5 separate regions of the Mus musculus genome follow, and regions 1, 3, 4 and 5 are each linked to region 2. Evidence: chromatin contacts called from public Hi-C, HiCAR-type and promoter capture Hi-C data. All regions are on one chromosome and are shown on one strand. The core of a region is the stretch at or near the end of the contact, and the rest is flanking DNA. Distances in the headings are between cores, read along the strand shown.

Region 1 (3,751 bases), core at 325-2,824, 2.9 Mb after region 2:
TGAAGTACAAACAAAACACATGAAGTACAAACATGCAAAGAAAGAAAACCCAAAGTCTCCACAGATTAACAGATTCTCTTGCCAACACATAAGTCAGAAAAGCTGACACTTTACCTGGGACAGGTTGGAGATGCCTAGGAGAAAGCATATGGAGTCCAATATGTTGGATTTTCCACTACCATTTAAACCAGTGATCGCATTGAAGAGGGGGTCAAAACCATTGACTTCAGTCCTCTGTGCATAGGACTTGAATCCTTCGAGAATGATTGATTTAACATACATTTTCTAAACTGTCTTGGGTTAGTAAGCCTGTTAGGCAACAAGCTACAAGTCACGTCTGTATAAAACAGAAATAAGATCATTTATGTAGAATGTTAAAAACCCTCAAATCATAGTAAATACGACAGGATACACAATAACGTAAAGTAAAAAAAAAAAAAAAAAAAAAGAAAAGAAAAGAAAAGAAAAAATACACCTGCCAAACTACTTTTTCTCCTAAAAACAGCTGGCTCAGATTTTAAAACATCCAACCGTTAGCCAATGCCGGTAAGTTAAACCATTTAACCTAAAAATCATCTTTATCATTACTGTCCACTTTCCTAGGTTCGTGTTGCACTACAATACTGTAGTTAACAGAGACTACTAATTATTTCCCATTTCATTATCCTTGCCACAGACGACACTGGACTGAATACTCTTTACTGCACACCACTTAGCATACATCTTACAGGAGTCCTTCATGGATCTCCCTAATAGCACGCACACCCATCCTCTCCTTCCTTTTTCCTCCACAGCAGTAAAAGATGACATCAGTCGGCACCGTCTTTCCAACTCATTCTCGGTCCCGTTGTGCTTTTTTGCCTACATACGACCTTAACTCTGTTTACACTCGACTCTCAGAACCCGGGTAGTTAGTGAACCTTAAGGGCGAAGTGAATCCATTCTACTGCCTCGTTTTAAAATTCCGTGTTCTCTCGCTTGCCCAAGCCTTTCTCGATTCACCTTACGGATGAACAACAGTCAACATCTCTAATTCTCGCTTCAAGTCCCTCCTTGAGAATCTTGCCCACCCCTGTGCCTCATCTCCCGCCTGGACACCAGGCCGGGCCAAGAGCAGCACTACGCACCCGCCACAAAGCGGCTGGCCAGGGGAACCAGCAAAGTTCCAACCCGACGCGAAAGTGGACAGTGAGGCCACCCGACCTGTACTCAGGCGCTACCGGGCGAACGCCACCATCCCGGGCACCGCATCCGCTGCAGCCAACAACCGTGCCGGAACTGTTCCTTTGAATTTCGGCGCGAGCAAAGGACCCCAACTCCGAGGCGTCTGCGCTCTGTTGGTGCCTAGTATCTGCCTGACTGAAGCGCTTCCTCTTTTGCCCTAAGGAAAAACACAGAAACGACATAGCGACAATAAATAATAGTTTTAATATTGGAAGGTAGGAGACTATACCGTTTTGAACATGGAAAGCGAAAATGAAGATAGGTCGTGCTGACATCGCGTCAGGCATGCTCTGGGCAGCACCTCTTCCAGGTCTGGGCCTCGCGCGTTGCCGGCCCCGCCCTCTTTCTGGCCCTTTCAGGCTATCGGTCGGAGCCTTGGCTTCTGTCCGCAGGCTCCGCCCCCTCCCGGTCTACGCTCTTTGCTGCGGGGCGCGGCCGGGGCGGGCCGGGGCGGGGGCGGGCCGGGGGTCCCGGGACCCTTCGAGGATATTACAGGGTGGAAACCAACACTAGTGAGAAAAGTCCTCTGAGGCTTCATTTTCTACTAATTGAAGAGAAAGGCACTGGCTTTGAAAACACAAACCAAAACCAGTTCCAGTTTCCGGAGGGGACTGTAGGCCTGCAGTATGTGGAGTTTGGTGGAAGATGCTAGGCAAACGGCTGTAAGATTTTTTTTTTTTTTTTTATGCCGAAAACCTGTTTAATGATAAGCAGTGGCTGACGTACCGGTTCACGAAATGTTGCTGAAGCTTCTTAATAACAGTTTGTATTTACAGAGTTCTGTAGATCGGGTAGCTGTGTTTCAAAGGCTGTCAAGAATTTCCTCAACAAACGTGGAACCCTAGTGTTTCCTTTTGTACAGACGAGTTTATTGAATCACTGGGTTAAACGACTTATAAGTGAAGAGAGATTTTTGTTCCAGGCTGCCTAACTACAGAGTGTGTACTCCTAAACTTATTATCTACAACTGCTAATTTTACATTGCTAGTTAGAGCTGATCCCCATCAACTATGTAATTTAAAAAAAAAATGGTGTTGGGATTATTTATATTTAAGCATCAATACTAAGAGAAGGGCTTAGCTTTGTTTTTTTTATTGAAAATTTATTTTTTTTCCTACCGTATATTCCGATTAGTTTTCTCCGCCCCAACCTCTCCTAGAACCTCCTCCATTTCCACACTCACCCAAATCCACACATTTTCTTTTCTCTTTCTCATAAGAATATAAACAGACATCTAAAATGATGATGATAAAATAAGATTTTAAAAACAGAAGGACCAAATAAACAGGAGGGGGAAAAAAGCCAAAGAAAGAGCATTAGAGACACAATGAGACACATTCACACAGAGATATACACACAAAACATAAAAACAAAAGCAGAAACCATAATACATAATAAACAAAAGATTTTTAATATTAAATGGAAATGTTCAGACAAAGCAGTGTGAGACAAAAACCCTCTAAAAATACCATTAAGTTCGTTTTATGTTGGCCATCTATTGCTAGGCATCGGGAGGGACTACCCTTAAATATGGTTTGTACACCCAGACATCACTGGAAAAATGATTTGCTCTGCAGCAGTTATCAATTGGATATAGCTTCTGGGTTAGGATGGAGGATTGTTTCTATTTTCCCTCTCAATACTGGCTTAGAACTGCAGGTCCTGTGCATGCTGAAATTTACAGTGGTAGACAGGGAGGAAAGTGAAGATCGCCTTCCTGAACCTGAGAACTTCCTAGGCAAGCATTGGCAGCAGGTTCTCAAGTAAAAAGTGCCAGACTGCCTGGCAGTGGTGGCGCGCGCCTTTAATCCCAGCACTTGGGAGGCAGAGGCAGGCGGATTTTTGAGTTCGAGGCCATCCTGGTCTACAGAGTGAGTTCCAGGACAGCCAGGGCTATACAGAGAAACCCTGCCTCGAAAAACAAAGAAACAAAAAAGAAACAGTACAGTATCTATAATAGTATGCTACCTGCCTTCCTGTGGTATCAGCCTATTTGTCTGTGAAATTAGCTAACACCACTTTAATAAAGATATTTTGTCTGGTGTAATTCCTACTACTCTTGAACTCCAATGACTTGACTTATTTATGTTGGCTCTGTTGAATTATACATTTTCACCTTCAGCTCTGCTATATTCCTTTGATCACTTTTTTATGAATAAGGAATTTTGATTTTTAGACAAATCTAACATGGATTTTCACAAATTTTATTACTTGCTTGGGGGATAAAAATTTAAGACAGATATTAAGACAGACATCATTAGTATGTTGGCTACCTTAATAGACGAATAGCTAGATGATATCCTTAAGACAAATGGATAAAAATGTACAGGTACTTAAGTATTTAAGTGTACTCTTTTATTATGCTGTACTCATTATATAAAATGATAGGTTTCATTATGACATATTTCTATATGTAGAGTATGTCTCCTTTGCTCATATCACCCCTCCGTTATTGTCTATACCTTTTCTGTGATGCTAATCTCTTTCTTTCTAAGTAGTTTTGGGTTTTGTTTTTTGATATTTCTCT
Region 2 (4,055 bases), core at 368-2,867:
TATTTTGTGCCACAATTTCAAAAAGGTTGGGAATTCTTGGCTTCTTATTAAAGATTGAAGGAGACTTTAGAATATTAGATGTGATAGGTAAAACAAAACACCATGTCTTCACACAAACATATACTGATTACATAGTAGGCCTTATTTAGAAATCAACTAAATGCCATTTAATCCTCACCATCTCAGCTGGTACAGTTCCCATTTCAGAAAATCAAACAGGGTAGTTTGTCCCGCTGTAGAAAACGAGTTATAGAGCCACAAATAGAATTCGGATCTCGGATCTATTTAATTAACACCACGTCCTGGTTGTTTCAATTACAAACTCAATCAGTCAAAAAAAAAAAAAAAGAAGAAGAAGAAGGAAACCCCCCCACACAAATATGCAGTAATCTATTGACATAGCGTCATAATTCCACGTGAGAAAAAATTTTATTCGCATGACATTTTTTAGATTCCTGACATAAAGTTGTATTAAAGTTAACACAGATCTTTTTACAGGCAAAACCGGAGACCACTGCATTAGAATTTATCACGTGAACTCGTTAAGTGTAGTAGTCGGCTTTTTAACTGTAGAACACCAAGTTTTTATATTTTTCTCCCTCCCTTCAAATACTACTATTCTAGGAGTCCGAGGAGCGTTCAGGTTCCCAAGACGACCGAAAGAACGCATTTAAATCCGGATCTGAAGGTTTCTAATGCAAAATTCTTCACCACCAACGTGGCCTCAGAACGTAATCCACCTGTGGGTGTGGGTTCAGTGGCTGCGAGGGGAAGGATCGTAAAAACTAATCCAAAATAAGACATAAATAAAAGGGCTCCTTCTGAGAGGCCAAAAAATTCATTTTTCCCCCACCATCCCTCCCGGCTGCAGACAAAACTAGGCGCGTTTAAGGCCCACCGTCTTGGGTAACCGGCCCCTTAGACCTCTGCACCTAGCCATGTCGCCGGAGGGTGGTGGCTTCGCCTGGGTCTCCCTCCCTCCCCCACCTGTGCACGTCAGGCCCGGCTCCAGCGCCCAGGCCGCCAGGTCTCCCCTCCCCCTCCGTCCCCACGACCACGCGCTCCGGGCCGCGGCCACCAGCGCCCACGCGGACCGGTGCTGCTCCACGCCATCTGCCCCCGGGCCTTCCTCGTTGTCGGCCACAAAGCCGGCGGTGACCCGACGCCCCTCTGGGGCCCTCCCGCGCCGCCCCGACTCGGGCCCGCGCTCCCCTAACCCGGCGGCGCATACCGTCTCCTCCGGGTCGATGTCGATCTTGAAGGTCTGCTGCTGAAGGGTCTTCAGGGTGACCTGCATGGTGCCTAAGCCGGGGCCTGGCCGCCCCGGGGTGGCCGCGATCCTCGCGCTCTCGGGAGGAAGGCGGTGGGGGTGGGGGGGCTTGTCACATTCGCCCGGAGTCGCACTCACCCCGGGCCCCGCGTCTCCCCTGGCCGCGCCGCCGCTCGCTCCCGCGGCTTTCCCGGTAAGCTCGACCCGCGGTGCTTCCTCACGCGCCAGCCACTGGGCCCGCAGGAGGCGCGAGGGACTCCCCGAGAGACGCAGAGAACCCGCTACCTCACCACAGGATGGTGGCCGCCATCACCGTGACTCGCCGAGACGTGACCCCTCCCCCACCAGAAAAAAACCCGGAGGATGGGGCCAGACTCGGGCGATCTGAGCAGGCGCAGGGTGCGGCGACGCAGTGCGCAGGCGTGAACAGGAACTCCGCCCGGGAATTGGAGGCGGGGCGATGGGTGGGGCTGGAATATCGTGCGGCGCGGCACCGGCGTGCGCAGGCGCACTTCGCAAGCAGAGGCGCTCGCGGAGGCCTGGTCCGCTCCGCGGTCCTGCAGTGGCTCCGCCTACATCCAGGCTCCGCCCAGCGGCGCGAGTTGCGCAACCCGTAGCCGGGGAACGGCTACGTGGAGTCCCGGCTCAGTGGCTGCGGCTCAGCGAGCGCGGAACCTTGAGGGCGGTGGAGCGGGCGGAGCCTTAGTGCAAGGATTGCCGAGGGCCGGCCCAGGAGGGGCGCACATCGCCAGTCGAGCATGTGTAATGCCGGTTGCTTCCCTGATTCTGAGACTGACTTCAGCCATGGACTGCTTGCTTGCCAGTCTTGTGTTCTCTCACCAGCCTTGGGACCTCCCACCTCTAAAGAAAGGCGGATTTAAGAAGGAGGCCTAGTTGTGTCACGCCTTTCCCTCTATCGTTTTGCTTCGTTTAGGTGTTGGTGGTAGATATTAGGCGGTTGCCTCTCCTCACCCCCTTCCCCCGCCCCCCCCCGCCTCACCCCAAGCGCTGCTTTCCTTTGCACGTGGACCCTTTTAATCTTTGCTCAAATGTCGCCTTCTTGAACTCTATCCTGCCTATCCAACTTAAAGTATCTTATTCGGATCTCATTATCCAGCTCCACTTGTCTCAGTAACCATTCATCACCTTCTGGGTACTCTACACTATGTGTATTTAGCGTGTGTGTCTTCTCTTCTTTTTCTGGTCCCCAGGCTGAAGCTACACAGAGGCATGCATTTTGTTTTGCCCACGTTGTGCCCCAAAGCCTACAGAATAAGCCTAGCACATTGTAGGTACAAGGTAAATATTAGAAAAATAGGTAGACGTGCTTCTGGTTCCTTGGCAGTAAGGGTGAGATGTCACTCAGCTAATTGGTGGTTGGAGAGGGTGGGATAATGCATGTAAGTCTTAGAGTCAGGAACACAAAGTTAAGTGCTTGGCTGTAGCTGTATGATTATTTACACAGCGATAAGACCAGAGTGCAGAGGTGTCGGGTAATAAGCACCACAATAGTAAGTGACACTTTAGGTGCTTGTCTGTATGCTGCCTCTTAATAGTGCAGTGACCCCTGTTAGACTTAAAAAGAAGAAAAAGCAGTTACCATCAGACCACAGTGAGGACAATTATGAGCATCCCCCATCTCTGAGCCAGCACCATCAATGATTACAGTATCGCTATTTGGATTTTCATGATTCCAGAAGCTAGGATATAATTTTGTCATGGAACTTTCCCTAACCAAGCCCCCTCTCCACCGACAAGGTATGTCCCTGAACTATGATAAATATCGAATTCTCTGCCGGCTAGGCTGTCTTCCTGTGGAACTAGTCTTAGTCACCAGGTATGCTCAACTTTTGCTCTGAAAAACTGGCAGCTGGGATCTCTCCCTTTAGCTATAGGGTCAGCCAAAGGCAAAGCAGTATTACTGTTTTCAGCGTAACCAGATGCTGGAAAAAAACATGGGCAAAGGTAGCAACTGACTTCCTTATGGGCTTTCCCTTCAAGCCATTTCTCCCCTCACTCATGACATTCCACCTCTTAGGTACTCAGATCCAAACATCGTCATCATCCTTAAGTCCCTTTCTTCCCTGACTCCTGCTGCCTAGCCACCACATCCAAAACAGGGTCAGGTCTTATCACATTTACTCTCCACTGTGTACCCACACGTTTACCCACTTCCCCCCATGATTTCCATGTCTACAACCATCAGCAGTGGCTGTCTTCTAAGGAGGCTTCGCATCCAATCCCACAACAGTCCAGCAGCCAAAGCACCCAATGTTAAACTGGGGGCTTTAGTTTTGATTTTGTTTCTTATGACAGGGTCTCAACTATATAGCCCAAGCAGAACTGAAACTTGCAATTCTCCTGCCTCAGCCCTCTTGAGTGCTGAGATTACAGGTATGTACCAGTATCCCTAGATCAGAGTTGTCTTTTGAAAACATAAACCATGTCGCATTCTTTTATTCTTTTGTTTTGTTTTGTTTTGTTTTTTTCTTTGTTTTTCGAGACAGGGTTTCTCTGTGCAGCCCTGGCTGTCCTGGAACTCACTTTGTAGACCATGCTGGCCTCGAACTCAGAGATTCGCCTGCCTCTGCCTCCCAAGTACTGGGATCAAAGGCGTGCTGGCACCTGCACCATGTCACATTCTTTATATTTGCGTTTTACTTCCATGCATGACAAAATGTCACAGTGATCAACGTAAGAGGAAAGGTCTCTTAGCTCATGGTTTCAGAGGTCTAAGTCGGGGCATGCTTGTTCATGTTTTGGACCTATGGCCACACAGTATGTT
Region 3 (3,815 bases), core at 384-2,883, 2.2 Mb after region 2:
TGGAGGCCAGAAGACTGTGTCAGCTCTCCTGTAACTGGAGTTACAGATGGTTGTAAAGCAGCAAGTGGATGCTGGGAACAGAATTTAGTAGGAGTACTCTTGGGAACCAAATTCTTCAAAGTACAAAAAGAATGTGTGTGTGTGTGTGTGTGTGTGTGTGTATTTTAGGTGCTAGGAGATATGGGGGAAATGAGGGAAGCTGCATAAAGACTTAATCTCCTAAAATCATGCAAAGAACGATCCTTTCCCCTTAGGCGTTTTCCTTTGTACACAGATGGTCACACATATTATTTTAAATTCTTTGCCAGTGCTGGACTTTTAAAAGTCTGGCATAGGAAATGGTTTATAGGGTATGGATGTCACTAGAGATTGGCACTGATGTTCAGTCAGTAGGATTCTGGTGTTGGCACTCTTCTTCCGAGGACTTCAAAAGTTCCAACGAAATTCATTTTCAGAAAACTCTGAGGCAGAGAGAACGTTCTCTCTTGAGAGACAGGAAGCAAGGGCCAAGGATGTAGCTCTCAGCTGGCTGAATGCTTGCCTGCTATGCAAGAGGCTGGGTTCCATCTCTCCGCACTGTACAAATGTGGGTGTGGTACTCTGTTCCTGTAATTTTAGGCCTTGGGAGGCAAGAGGATTAGGAATTCAAGGTTATTGAGTTTATGAGCAGACTACATGAGACTCTGTCTCAATTAAAACAAATAAAATAGAGGCAGAAAAACTTTATCTAACTTTGGTCGTTTGACATCATCAAAACCCACTCTTGTGACCACAGCTGCCCCTTGTGGCTTATAGGTACCTATTACTAGTGGAGTGTGTGTGTGTGTGTGTGTGTGTGTGTGTAGAAGGTGCAGACTAGGTCCCTGGAAGGTGTGTGTGTGTGTGTGTGTGTGTGTGTGTGTGTGTGTGTGTGTGTGTAGAAGGTGCAGACTAGGTCCCTGGAAGGTAGAGATCTTCTCTTCAAAATCAATGTAAAGGTTTGAGGCAGACACCAAAATAGGCTGATATTCACTGTCCATTCCACATCCCTTCCCCCAATCTAGGACTTTTAAAGGAAGAAAAGGAAGAGACCGAAAATGGTTGGCATCTGGGGGTGGGGTGGGGTGGGGAGTTTTCCTTCCCAAGTTGGGGGCTGAGCAAACTAACAAAAGGAGAGGGGGGAGAGTGGGAGTAAGGGAGAGCGGGAGGGAGAGAGGAAGAGGGCATACACACACAAACAAAACAAACAAAACTCAAAAAGCAACACCCACAAAACCCCAAACAATTGCAGAAAGAGGAGTTTAGAGAACGAGCTTTTCCCCTTTCCTCCTCTGCCGGGAATGTGGAGTCCCTGGCTCAGCGCAAGTCCGGAGTTTCCCGTTTCCCGAAGGCTAGCAGGTCAGGGCCAGGGCTACAGAAAGCGGGCCCCACAAAGCTCTCACCATGCGCCCCCAGTGCCCGCTGCGGCGGCGCACTGTCGCCGGTTTAAGGGGCGGGCCATGTCTCCACGTGCTTTCTGCTGAGTGACTGAACTACATAAACAGAGGCCGGGAAGGGGGCGGGGGAAAGAGGGAGAGAACAGCGTTTGACCGGTAGTAACCCCGGCGCTCGGCACAGCCGAATCTATAAAAGGAACTAGTCGCGGCAAAAACCAGTAATTCCGAGGGCGAGCGAGCGGGCCGGGACCGGCAGAGCCCACTTCTCTCCGCGGCGCAGCGCAAAGCTGGGCAGGGGGCGCCGCGGGACCCGCGCAACCACAGCCGGCTTGGGGAGCTGCTCTGCTCCCTGTTTCCCCCCACTTTTTTCTTCCCCTTTCTGGAAGGGTTTGTGCAGGGGTAGGGAAAACAGACTCAAACAGCAAAGTGGAAAACAGGTAAGAGGTTCTTCAGTGACTTGGGCATTTTGTTTCGGGGCCAAGGAAGCGTTGGGAAGCTCTCCGTTTTGGGGACACTGGGGGGACTCGAACTCCCATGTACCTTACTTCTGGGGATGCAAATAGTACAGGGGAGGCATAAACAGGGAAAGAATGTTCTGGGACGGGCCCTGTCGACCCTGGGACTCAGAACTGCCGCACTCGGGTCTCCCGGAATCGGAGACCAGCGAGAGCATCTCCGGCGTCGGAGACTCGCCTCTTGGGCGCAGTGTGAGCCAAGGTTCCCGGACGTCCTCGGGGTACAGCCAGTGGGGTAGGGAGAAGGGAATCCTCTACAAAGGGTCTCCTTTTGTCTGGCGCGGGGTAGGCCGTCGCCCACAAGTGTCACATCTGAGTCCTCACTCCATTATTTAACTGGTTTGTGTTGGCCTCTGACTTGGAGGTTCTCTTCCCGGGACTGGGACTGCATGTCCTTGTTTCCAAAGAACTCTAGTAGGAAGTGTCCTAAACGGGGTCTTTTATGTTACTGCTGCTTGAGTTCTCTGGGCTTTGTTCGACTCCGGGGTCCTGCCCACAGGCTTCCTGCGCTCTGGAGGGCTGCAGTCCCTGGCGCAAAGTGGGAGACCACTTTTGTTCCTTCTAAAGACAGAAAACTTAAGAGAGTCTGCAGAAACCCGAAACTGGGGTGCCCAATCCACCCTCATCTTACTGCTTTTTGCTAGTCTTCCCTTGGGGAGACTTCGGGCTGAGCACCGATTGGGAAGCTGGGGCTAGGTTGTGCAGCCGAATGACCGCAAGTAACCCCATCGGGCAGCACAGAACTCGCAGCTCGGGTGCTGGGCCGGGCTCCGCCGCCAGGGGGTGGGGGCTGGGCGGCCTGCGGGTGGCCCCTGGAGACTGGCCCGCAGCGCCTCCTGGCCGGGTAGCCTAGGTATGGCCTGGTGCGGAGTGAGAGTCTCTAGTCCTTTTGCTTCACTGTGAATCTGGTCAAAACTGGTGTTTCCAAACTGGGAGGAAACCCGAGGCCAAGAAAGCCAGTCTATGTTTTCATGTTGTTGTTTTTTTCTTTTTTGTTTTTGTTTTTTGTTTGTTTGTTTGTTTCCTGACTCCCAGACCGTTGCTCAATGAGGTTCTTGGGGATGTTGGCTGATGACAACCTTGTGGATAGGTGCCTGTTTTGGTTTCTGCACTTACCTCTGGAAAAGAGAGAAATACTTATTAAACTGTTTGCTTTTTTTTTTTTTTTTGACTTTGTGTGTTTGTTTGGGAAAACTAAGTGTCACTAGAAATAATTAGTTTGCCCCATTTGCTGCAATGGTATCACCATTCCAAAACAAAACAAGAATTTACTTCGACATCCTTCCAAGGAAGTGGGCAGAATAAATGTACAATAAAGGACAGATAAACAAAAGGAACACTTCTGGCTTAAGATGTAGGCCCCCGGTAGAGTCTACCTTGTACAAGACCTTGGGTTCTAGCACCACCAACCACAGAAGCAAAGCAAAACAAAACAGCACAAACCTTCCTTGAAGAGAATTGGTACACCACTTTCTTTCTGTGGCTCAGCCCTCACCTCCCACAGCACACACCTGACACATGCCTGCAGGCTCGAAAGCACACCCTTACCTCTTAGTCATAATTCGGAACCCTGACCCAAGTATTGATACTCTACAAGACATAAATGCCAATTAAAAAGGAGTTGTTTATCATCACCACTTTTCTTTCAGCCCATTTTTAATATTCTAATGCACACATAAGGACAACGTATTGCTGTTCCCATTGTTGAAAAACACTTCCCCCACATCAAAGGAGGTATAGACAAGCATAGAGAATATTTGAGTGGATAGTATATCAATATATAAATAATAAAGATAAATTACAGTTTCTATTGTAAGCATGTCTTTTCCTCAGCGCTATCACAAGTCATTAAAATAGGGCTTTTTTTTTTTTAAAGAAAGGTGTG
Region 4 (4,031 bases), core at 583-3,082, 2.1 Mb after region 2:
CCTCTACTCCTACTTCCATCTATTCCTCTCCTTTAGTCAATCACTTAGGAAATGTTTTAATGAGCACATACTATGTGCCAAGCACAGTTGCAGGCACTGCAACCAACTTCACTCTCTGCCCTCTTCTATGTGCATCCCTGATGAAAGTCATTCATCTGGAAGGAGGGCATCACTTGCTGGACCTTCTCATTTAAAATTTCCTGTGATAACAAAGGAGAAAATCTACAGATGGTTTTCCAAGCCACCTCTACTAACCCCCAGCAAGTGTTGGATCTGAAGACCCAGAGCCATGGGAGGCGCTGAGTTTCGGCTTTTCACTTGTTGTAGGAGGTGGGGAATCACTTTCTTAGAGCCTCAGTTTTATCCTCCGAAAACCAGCGATCAATTATTGCACAAGACTCGAGAGGGTCACAGGAGAATTCAATTATAACCATCCAGCTCAGGGTTCAAGTATGTTCAAAGCTCTCAGCATGTGGGACTCTCAACAGGGTAATGATTCAAGTTCCAGGCAGCCATCTTCTTGCCAATGGCAACAGAGGCATCCAACAGCCTCCACGTCTCCCCTGGTCACCTCAGCAAGGCATGCAGACAGGGTTACTTTCGGGCAAGGGTAGCCCAATTGCAGCCTTTGTTTTAATCAGCCTGAGCAGCAACTCAGTGGAGGGCCCATGAGGCGGTGACATTCCAACTCCCTGAGACACTCAAGGGAGCAGATTCTTGGAAAGAGATGGGAGTGGGAGGAGGCTGGCCCACTTCTATTTCCTTTCCTCTGTCTCCAAGGCTCCTTCAGGAAGGGAGGACACCTGCTGCTCTCTCCAGCTCTTTGCAATTCTGAGGAATAGCCCAGAATTAAGGGATAGACAGAAGTAATAAGAGTGGGATCAGGTCCCTGCCCTCCCCTCCTGTCTGATATGCTTCTAGCTACATAGGCAACTGTAATGGGAAGGATGCTAATGGCTTCCACCAAGCCCAAAGATGGGGAGACTCCCAGATGTCTATAACTGCTCTGACCTTACAAGAAAAGCCACTGTTCGTATACTCTCCCGGCTCCCTCTCCTCTTTTTCTCTCTCATTGCTCTCTGAGCAGAAGGTGAGATGCCAGTCTGTGGGCCAGCCAGTCCTTTGATCTTGGCTTATCAGTGGGAAATTTACTGGTATTGTGGCACAGCAGTTTGAGCAGACTGTGCCAGACTCAGTACAGGATTTCCAGGGGAAGCAAGGCATTCTCCGCCTTCGGTGCTTACCACCTGTTTTCAGCGATGGACACATTCCAGACTGGGTGCCAGTTAGGGCTGCTGAATGGATATAAAAGCCCTCGTGTTGGGGAACGTCACAAACAAGCAGTCACTTCAGCCTGCCAGACACAGTGACAGCTTCTCTTTGAGACGCCTGGGGTTGAAAAAAACTCTAGCTGTTCTTTTATGAGCTCACTCCAATAAACAGCAAATTTATCAAGTGTGAGCAGTATTTCTGCCCTCAATGAACGAAGAACCCAAAGGGTAGCAGGTACCTTCATCAGAAAGGATAGAGTAACTTCTTATCGGAGGTCTTGCCAAAACGCACTCTATTTACCTGTTATTTACTCTGGAGCAGGTTTCTGGAACTCCCTGGGTCTCAGTTTCCTTTCTCATTACTTCAACAGATCTCTAAATTTAAAAAACGCAAGTGACGCTTTCCACATCATAGTAGCCATATTAAATAGTATGCCATAACTGTTTTTCTCCACCCCTTGCACAATTCCAGGTCCTCATTTGTTTACAGAGTGCCAGTTGCCAAGTTCTCCAAATCTCCTCCATTCGGGCATCCTTACATTACTTTAGCTCAGGCATCATCCACAGAAGTAAGTGCTTGCTTAAAGAAACTTGCTGCGTCTGGAAGGGCACAGGACAGGTCCTGCAGCAGGCCTGCCTGGGCCTTGGCCCAGCGGTGCCTGCTAGTTACCTTTCACCTACTTCTGCAGCGGCAGCCTAGCGGGGTAACTCCAGGTCAGACTTGGATCTCTGCGCGCCTGCGCAGAGCTGGCTGCCGGCTGCAGCTAAGCATCCCTAACGTTGTTTCTTTTTTCTTTCTTTTTTGGTGGTGGTTTCTGCTACTCTCGGAAATAAAGGCTGTGGGCCTTGCGGACGTGCTTTGATTTCTGTGTGGGCACGGTCCCAGGCCGGAGAGGGTAACCTGGACCTCTTCCCAAAGTTGTCACCTACCGCTAACACCCCCAGGCGCCCCATCCTTCCCTTCCCCCATTTCTGGACTTTCCGCTCCCCTCTCTCCCACAGCTTGGGGCTGCCCATCTCCTCGCCCCCAACCCCGCCCTGATCACTGCCCCTGGAAAAGAGCAAGGCTGACTCCGGAGCTAGAGAGGAGCACATTCGAGCGAGAAGCTACGTGGGTGCAAACAACACTCCAGTTTCTGCCCGGGAGGAGCCGGATCTAACAACTAGGTTGCAACCAGAGGAATCGCGCTAGTTGAAGGCGTCTAGGCTGCCGTGCGCCTCGGGGTTACTGCCGGGCATCGCGCGGGCGGGGCGGGCGCTAGGAGGGGCATGTCCTCGGCCTCAGGAACCATCATAATGGAAACACTCATAGGCATCTGGAGAGGTCTGAGGCTCTCATCCACACCAGCCTCGACGATAGGAGTCTGTGGTGGTCCTTCTGTTCTAGAAAGTGCCCTCTTTCCTGGCATCCCAAAAATCTGGGAGGGTCAAGGAGAAACTGATTTTCAAAAATACCCTTTCCTGCAGGAGTTCAAGCCCCTACCTACCGACCGACCTGTGGTCTCTGAAGTTGGACAATGCTCCCCAACAGGTGCAAACAGAATACCTGTTTGACCGGGCTTTGTCTCTAGGTAAGGTGAAAGGACTATGCTGCGCCCTTACATCTCTGGGTTAAGCATCGTTAACAGTAGAACTTGGTAGTTCATCTGATGGTCCCTGGGCTTTTTAGCATTGGAGGTGAGCAACTCTACAATTTTCAGCCCGTTGTGTCATGTTGCCCCTCTGTCCCACAAGACCTCCAGGGAACAGTGCTAAGCTGAATTAATTACCTTCAAAGTGAGGCCTGTGTTGTGTGAGTGGACATTTTGAGGTCTGCTAGGTTTTTTTGAAAGATGACAACTTTTCGGGACATTACATTGAGGCAAAGTATGTAGTTCATTCCCCCCAAAGAAAGGACAGATTCACAGGCACACACCTTTTATTTTCTTACTCTGCCATAGCCTCCGTACAGTATCCAGTCAGTTGATAATAGACTCATCCTCACATGATACAAGAAAATGTGTGGTTGGTGGGAATAAGGGTCTTATGCTTTCTTTTTAATATGAATATATTTTAAAGAAACTCTTGAAGGTATGGGTGTCTCATGAGAAACAAACCAAACCAAACCAGAACACGAAGGCTGACCACAGAGAACCTAATCTGAACCCTGGCAGCCTGATATTACTATATCCTAAAGGAGAGTCCATGTTTTTAATGCAGTTTAGCAAACATCCTGCATCAAAAATGAAATCCACTAACCATTCTGATACGGGGTTGGAAATAAGGTACTATCTTAGTTTTGTGTCCTGTTGCTGTGATAAAGCACTCTGAGAGAAGCAACTCAAGGGTTTGTTCCTGCTCCAGTTTCAGAGGGCCATACACCAGGATGGGACAGTTACAGCAACAGGGATTTGAGGTACCGGGTCACACTGCATCCAAGTAAAGAAGCATGCTGCTGCTCATCTCCCTTTCTCTAGGTGTACATCTGGGAGCCAGGGGATGGTGCCACCCATAGTGGATAGGCCTTTCCACCTCATTTAATGGGATCAATATAATCCCCCACATGCATACCCAGGGTTCCATCTCCCAGGTGTTTATAAATTATATCAAATTGAAACCAGGAGTTGTCACAGGTACCAACAAACAGTTTCTTTACATTTCTACATTACATAACATTGAATATTTGTCAAGGTGACACAGCTAACATGAGAGAACTGATTTCCGGGGTTGTTTTACTTATTTTATTTTATGTATCTGGGTGTTTGGCTTGCATATAGATAT
Region 5 (3,792 bases), core at 696-3,195, 2.3 Mb after region 2:
TTGAGTTAGCATGGATCCACTTTCTGAAAGTGATTAAATGAGAAGAATATTCAAAACCACTTTGGAAAGTAAAGCTATGACAAAATTAGTGCTTACCTTGTTCATCTGTAGGACTAATGAAAGCAAAATGCCTTAACTCTATTTTTGTCTAGAAGACATAATAATATATGATTTTTTTCCTGTGTACAGGGTTAATATAATCACCCAAGTATCTCATTTCATTCACAATTATTATGAGTTATGTTTCTATTGTCTCAAATAACTAAGCTTCCTATAAAACACACTGCAGGTGTTCCTGGGTGTGGCAGGAATGCTTTTTTTTTGTTTATAATCACACTCTAAATAACTGCTTCATACTTGTAGTTTAAAATATATAATAAAAGCTGGAGAGTTGGCTCAGTGGTTGACTGCACTTGTTGCTCTTGCAGAACCCAGGTTCCACTTCCAGTACCCATTCAGGCTCTCAATGGTTTGTAACTCCAGTCCCAGAGAAGCCATTGTCTTCTGACCTCCTCAAACACCAGGCATGTACACGGTGCACAAACACAGAAAAATAATCTAAACTTGTAAAAACTTACCAGATCAAAAAGGAAACATGGCAGACTTATAACAATCTTTTAGAATGATTCGAGGAATTTGTATTGATAGAACAGAAATAAATTATTGATCAAAGATACTTTTACTATAATCTTTCACACAGAAAATATGCATTAAAGAAATCTGTATTGAAAGGTGTTTGTTAAGGGGTGAGGTAATTTTCTGTTGCAGGGCTGGGACAAACAGTGCCAGGGTAGAAATCTGCTTGCTCCTATCTCCAAATTAGAGCTTTTTGTCAACCATACTAGGAAGACAGAGAGGACAGCGGCCATATGAATACTATGCTCTTTAGTGTTCGACACAAAGTCTGTCTCTAGACAGCTCTTAATGCTCTTCCTAAACAAAGTAAGTCAAGAACTTCGGTGTTCAAGTCACAAATAGCCCTGGGTCAACAGCTGAGGCTGGTAGGTGTCCTCCTTTTTATGAAAGTCCCATCTCAGGCACAACCAGTTTCAGCAGGCTCCAAAGCCATGCTCCCCTTAAGATCTCCAGACCCTGAGTTGCAGGGCGGGATGCTCCCAGGTTTACCCTGAACTCCATAAAGCCTGGCTTTTGAACCAGGCAGGAACTGTAAACCCTCAATGAGTGGCAGTCACGATGGTGATGACTGCAAGAACACAATGCTCAGGGCTTCGGGGACACCCGGTGTCAAGGAAAGGTCTCTGTCCATTGTCCAGGGAGGCAACCTGACAAGTGGGTTCACCCTGGACTCACGAAATATTGGGTACCGATTGAACCGGGCATTGGCTGGACCGACCAGGGGTCTACTCACGCTCCAGACCCCACCCACTTCACAGTGTTGCTGGTTCCTGCCCCACAAACCCACCTACCTCCGAAGGACAACTCTCACTGCAGACCCCGCCCACCTCCCGGCACTGCCCCTTAGAGCAAGGCCCCGCCCACCCCCGGCCTCCACTAGGCAGGCTCCGCCCAGTTCCCAGAATACGGCCCGTTCTCCGCACTGCAGACCCGCCCACCTCGCAGCGTCGTCATCACGCGCACCACGAACCCCGCCCACCTCCCAAGGCTGCTCGTGCCCGACACACGCCCCGCCCACCTCCCTAGGCTAAGCTCGCTCTCCCCACAGACCGCACCCACCTCCCTGATCCCCGTTTCTACACCACCTAAGGACAGTTCCACCTCCCTGCGCGGGATTCTCGCACGCCCCCGCGGCCCCTACCTGAGGCGTCAGAACCCGCGGGGCCAGCGCTGTCCTTAGGCCGCTTCGGAGCGCGAGCATGGTGCGGTCCTGAGCGCGCAGGAAGACCGCCGCCGGGCGCTCGGATACGCGCTCTCCTCGCTTCCTGGTGCGCGGGCCAACTTCGATTGGGTCCCTGCTGGACTGGGCGTGGCTCGGCGGCGTGGCTCCGCCCTTCCCCGCAGGCGCAAGAGGCTCAGAGGGTGCGGACACAAAGCAGTCCGCGGTTCTGTTCCCCATCCCGGGGCATTACCTCTTCTGTATGGTTCTAACACTCCAGAATGTAGGGCGTGGCGTGGATGCTTCTTGGGGTGGGGTGAACTTGTAGCAACCATCAGCGAGCCTTCTCCTGTATCACAGAGTATTCTGCATCCCCATTGCAACTCCAAACCCCATCCCCAGCATGGCCTGGGAGTCTCCGAACAAAGATGGGATAATTTTCCTGGAACCCAGAAGAGTGGGTCCGAGGGCCTGAGAGTCACAGGTGAAGATTGAAATAATTTTGTGTGATGCGAAAGCTGACCTCTGACGGCCTCTGATTTTTGGCCCTCAGAAAAACTTCAATTACAATTTATATTTTTCTAGCGCGTGTTTGTGTTCTCTGTGAAGCATATTCTAGGTTTCATGACTTTCCAACTAAGATTTAGAAACCATTTTTAAATACACTGCTTTCATTGGGTCCACTGTTCACAAACATTAAATAGCTAAATAATCGCAATGATTTCCCTGAAAATCGCCTCTTGGCCAATTTACTAATGTACACTAAGCTATATTATTTACTGGTCATCAGAGATTAAAACCGTTTTAGCGTCATAAACTTGGAAATCCTGTTAGCCTTTAAACTCCTAACGATTTTATGCTTAGCAAATACACATAGCTCTAAAAACAAGTTACACTGAACAAATATCATCAAACTATAGAGGTAAGTTATTGAAAAACAGGCGTGCTTCTTTAGGTATTAAATGGCAATTTAAGGTGTACGTAAGACATTCCAAGCGGTGGTGAACATGAAAGGGATTTTTGATGTATTTGCAACAACTTAACTAGAATATGACATCTATGCCTTTTATTAACTAAATCGTCACAAGTCCTGATAGTATTGTCCTTTGTTCCGTCCTTTTATGAACAATGAAGGTAAGATACAGCTTTTAGCATCCAAGTAGCCAGAAGCTTTGGGTGCAGTCAGTAGACTGCTTTGGAGTATGCACACACCTCTGGTCTACAGGGTAAGGTCTCAGAGAAACCTGGGACCAACGGCTAACAGGGCTGTCTTAACATTAAAAACACACACTGGCCTGGCTCCTTAGCACTTCTCATCCCAAATCCTTTAAACCACCCCAGCCCCGAGCTTCACTGCCCTCCCCCCACCTCCCCTTTCCTATAGAACCTCAGCTATCTTGGCTAGATGCTATCTTGTTTGGTTCTCCTCTTGGCTTCTCTCTTTGTCCCCTTGCCTTCTCTCTCCCGCCCCCTCATTTCTTCCCCCCTGTCTCTTCTCCCCTCTCATGGCCCCGTCTATTCTGCCGGCAATGCTCAGCCTGGACCCTTCCGGATGCCTTGGGCTGTTCTCTCCCTCAGACCCACAATAAAAACTTTCTCCTTAACCATACCAGGAGTGGTCATGTTCTCGTTTCCATTTCAAAGAGAACATATCTATTGAATTGCTGACATTATGTTATGAGCACATAATGCTCTAGAGTGCATATCCATTGAATTGCTGACTTCTAAGTCACGTGCACATTAATCTTAACTAAACACTATCAAAACAGGTTATAAATTTATACTTTTCATATACCCTTGGGTAAGGCTTTTCCGACCATGTTATTTTTCATTTAGTCTGGCTTTTGTGAAAATATATTTGTTCACCTCAAAAAACAAATAGGTGCCCGGTGCAGGATCGTTGACTTATGATGCTGGCAAAACAGTGTCCTCGGTGGCATTCTTGTTTGATTTTGTCCAAAGGTTAGACTTGTGCAACTGTGCAGACAGAAGTAGTA

The links. A called contact is a pair of places that touch in the nucleus more often than the background predicts. HiCAR-type assays count read pairs that join an accessible place to other places. Capture Hi-C pulls out chosen DNA fragments and counts their contacts.
Region 1: a contact with region 2 is called in a promoter capture Hi-C map of adipose tissue, with 4 times the contacts expected there. The contact joins the promoter of Smc2os here to the promoter of Rad23b in region 2. A contact is called at or near these places in 1 of 39 promoter capture datasets (pre-B cells) and 2 of 9 other capture datasets (adipose tissue and liver).
Region 3: a contact with region 2 is called in a promoter capture Hi-C map of liver, with 3 times the contacts expected there. The contact joins the promoter of Abca1 here to the promoter of Rad23b in region 2. A contact is called at or near these places in 1 of 115 datasets of contacts at active chromatin or transcription factors (astrocytes) and 1 of 9 other capture datasets (liver).
Region 4: a HiCAR-type map of astrocytes shows a contact between it and region 2, with 3 times the contacts expected there. The contact joins the promoter of Lexis1 here to the promoter of Rad23b in region 2. A contact is called at or near these places in 1 of 39 promoter capture datasets (hippocampal neurons) and 2 of 115 datasets of contacts at active chromatin or transcription factors (astrocytes and stem cell-derived neural progenitor cells).
Region 5: a contact with region 2 is called in a Hi-C map of CD8 T cells, with 5 times the contacts expected there. The contact joins the promoter of Nipsnap3b here to the promoter of Rad23b in region 2. A contact is called at or near these places in 4 of 39 promoter capture datasets (liver, neutrophils and pre-B cells), 5 of 484 Hi-C or Micro-C datasets (CD4 T cells, CD8 T cells, neutrophils and 1 more), 1 of 115 datasets of contacts at active chromatin or transcription factors (pro-B cells) and 2 of 9 other capture datasets (adipose tissue and liver).

What each region holds. Positions count from the first base shown.
Region 1 is chr4:52,436,787-52,440,537 of GRCm38.p6, reverse strand. Smc2os (structural maintenance of chromosomes 2, opposite strand) reads left to right here and starts at 1,574. Exons shown (of 2, transcript NR_045175.1): 1 at 1,574-1,886. It overlaps Smc2 (structural maintenance of chromosomes 2), which reads right to left and starts at 1,317. Exons shown (of 25, transcript NM_001301412.1): 1 at 1,128-1,317; 2 at 115-337. The coding sequence starts at 282.
Region 2 is chr4:55,347,604-55,351,658 of GRCm38.p6, reverse strand. It overlaps Rad23b (RAD23 homolog B, nucleotide excision repair protein), which reads right to left and starts at 1,617. Exons shown (of 10, transcript NM_009011.4): 1 at 1,232-1,617. The coding sequence starts at 1,297. It overlaps Gm42290 (a long non-coding RNA gene), which reads left to right and starts at 3,457. Exons shown (of 3, transcript XR_881289.3): 1 at 3,457-3,664.
Region 3 is chr4:53,157,713-53,161,527 of GRCm38.p6, reverse strand. Abca1 (ATP-binding cassette, sub-family A (ABC1), member 1) reads left to right here and starts at 1,633. Exons shown (of 50, transcript NM_013454.3): 1 at 1,633-1,852.
Region 4 is chr4:53,216,162-53,220,192 of GRCm38.p6, reverse strand. It overlaps Lexis1 (a long non-coding RNA gene), which reads left to right and starts at 1,832. Exons shown (of 8, transcript XR_390567.4): 1 at 1,832-2,842.
Region 5 is chr4:53,010,033-53,013,824 of GRCm38.p6, reverse strand. It overlaps Nipsnap3b (nipsnap homolog 3B), which reads right to left and starts at 1,945. Exons shown (of 6, transcript NM_025623.3): 1 at 1,778-1,945. The coding sequence starts at 1,837.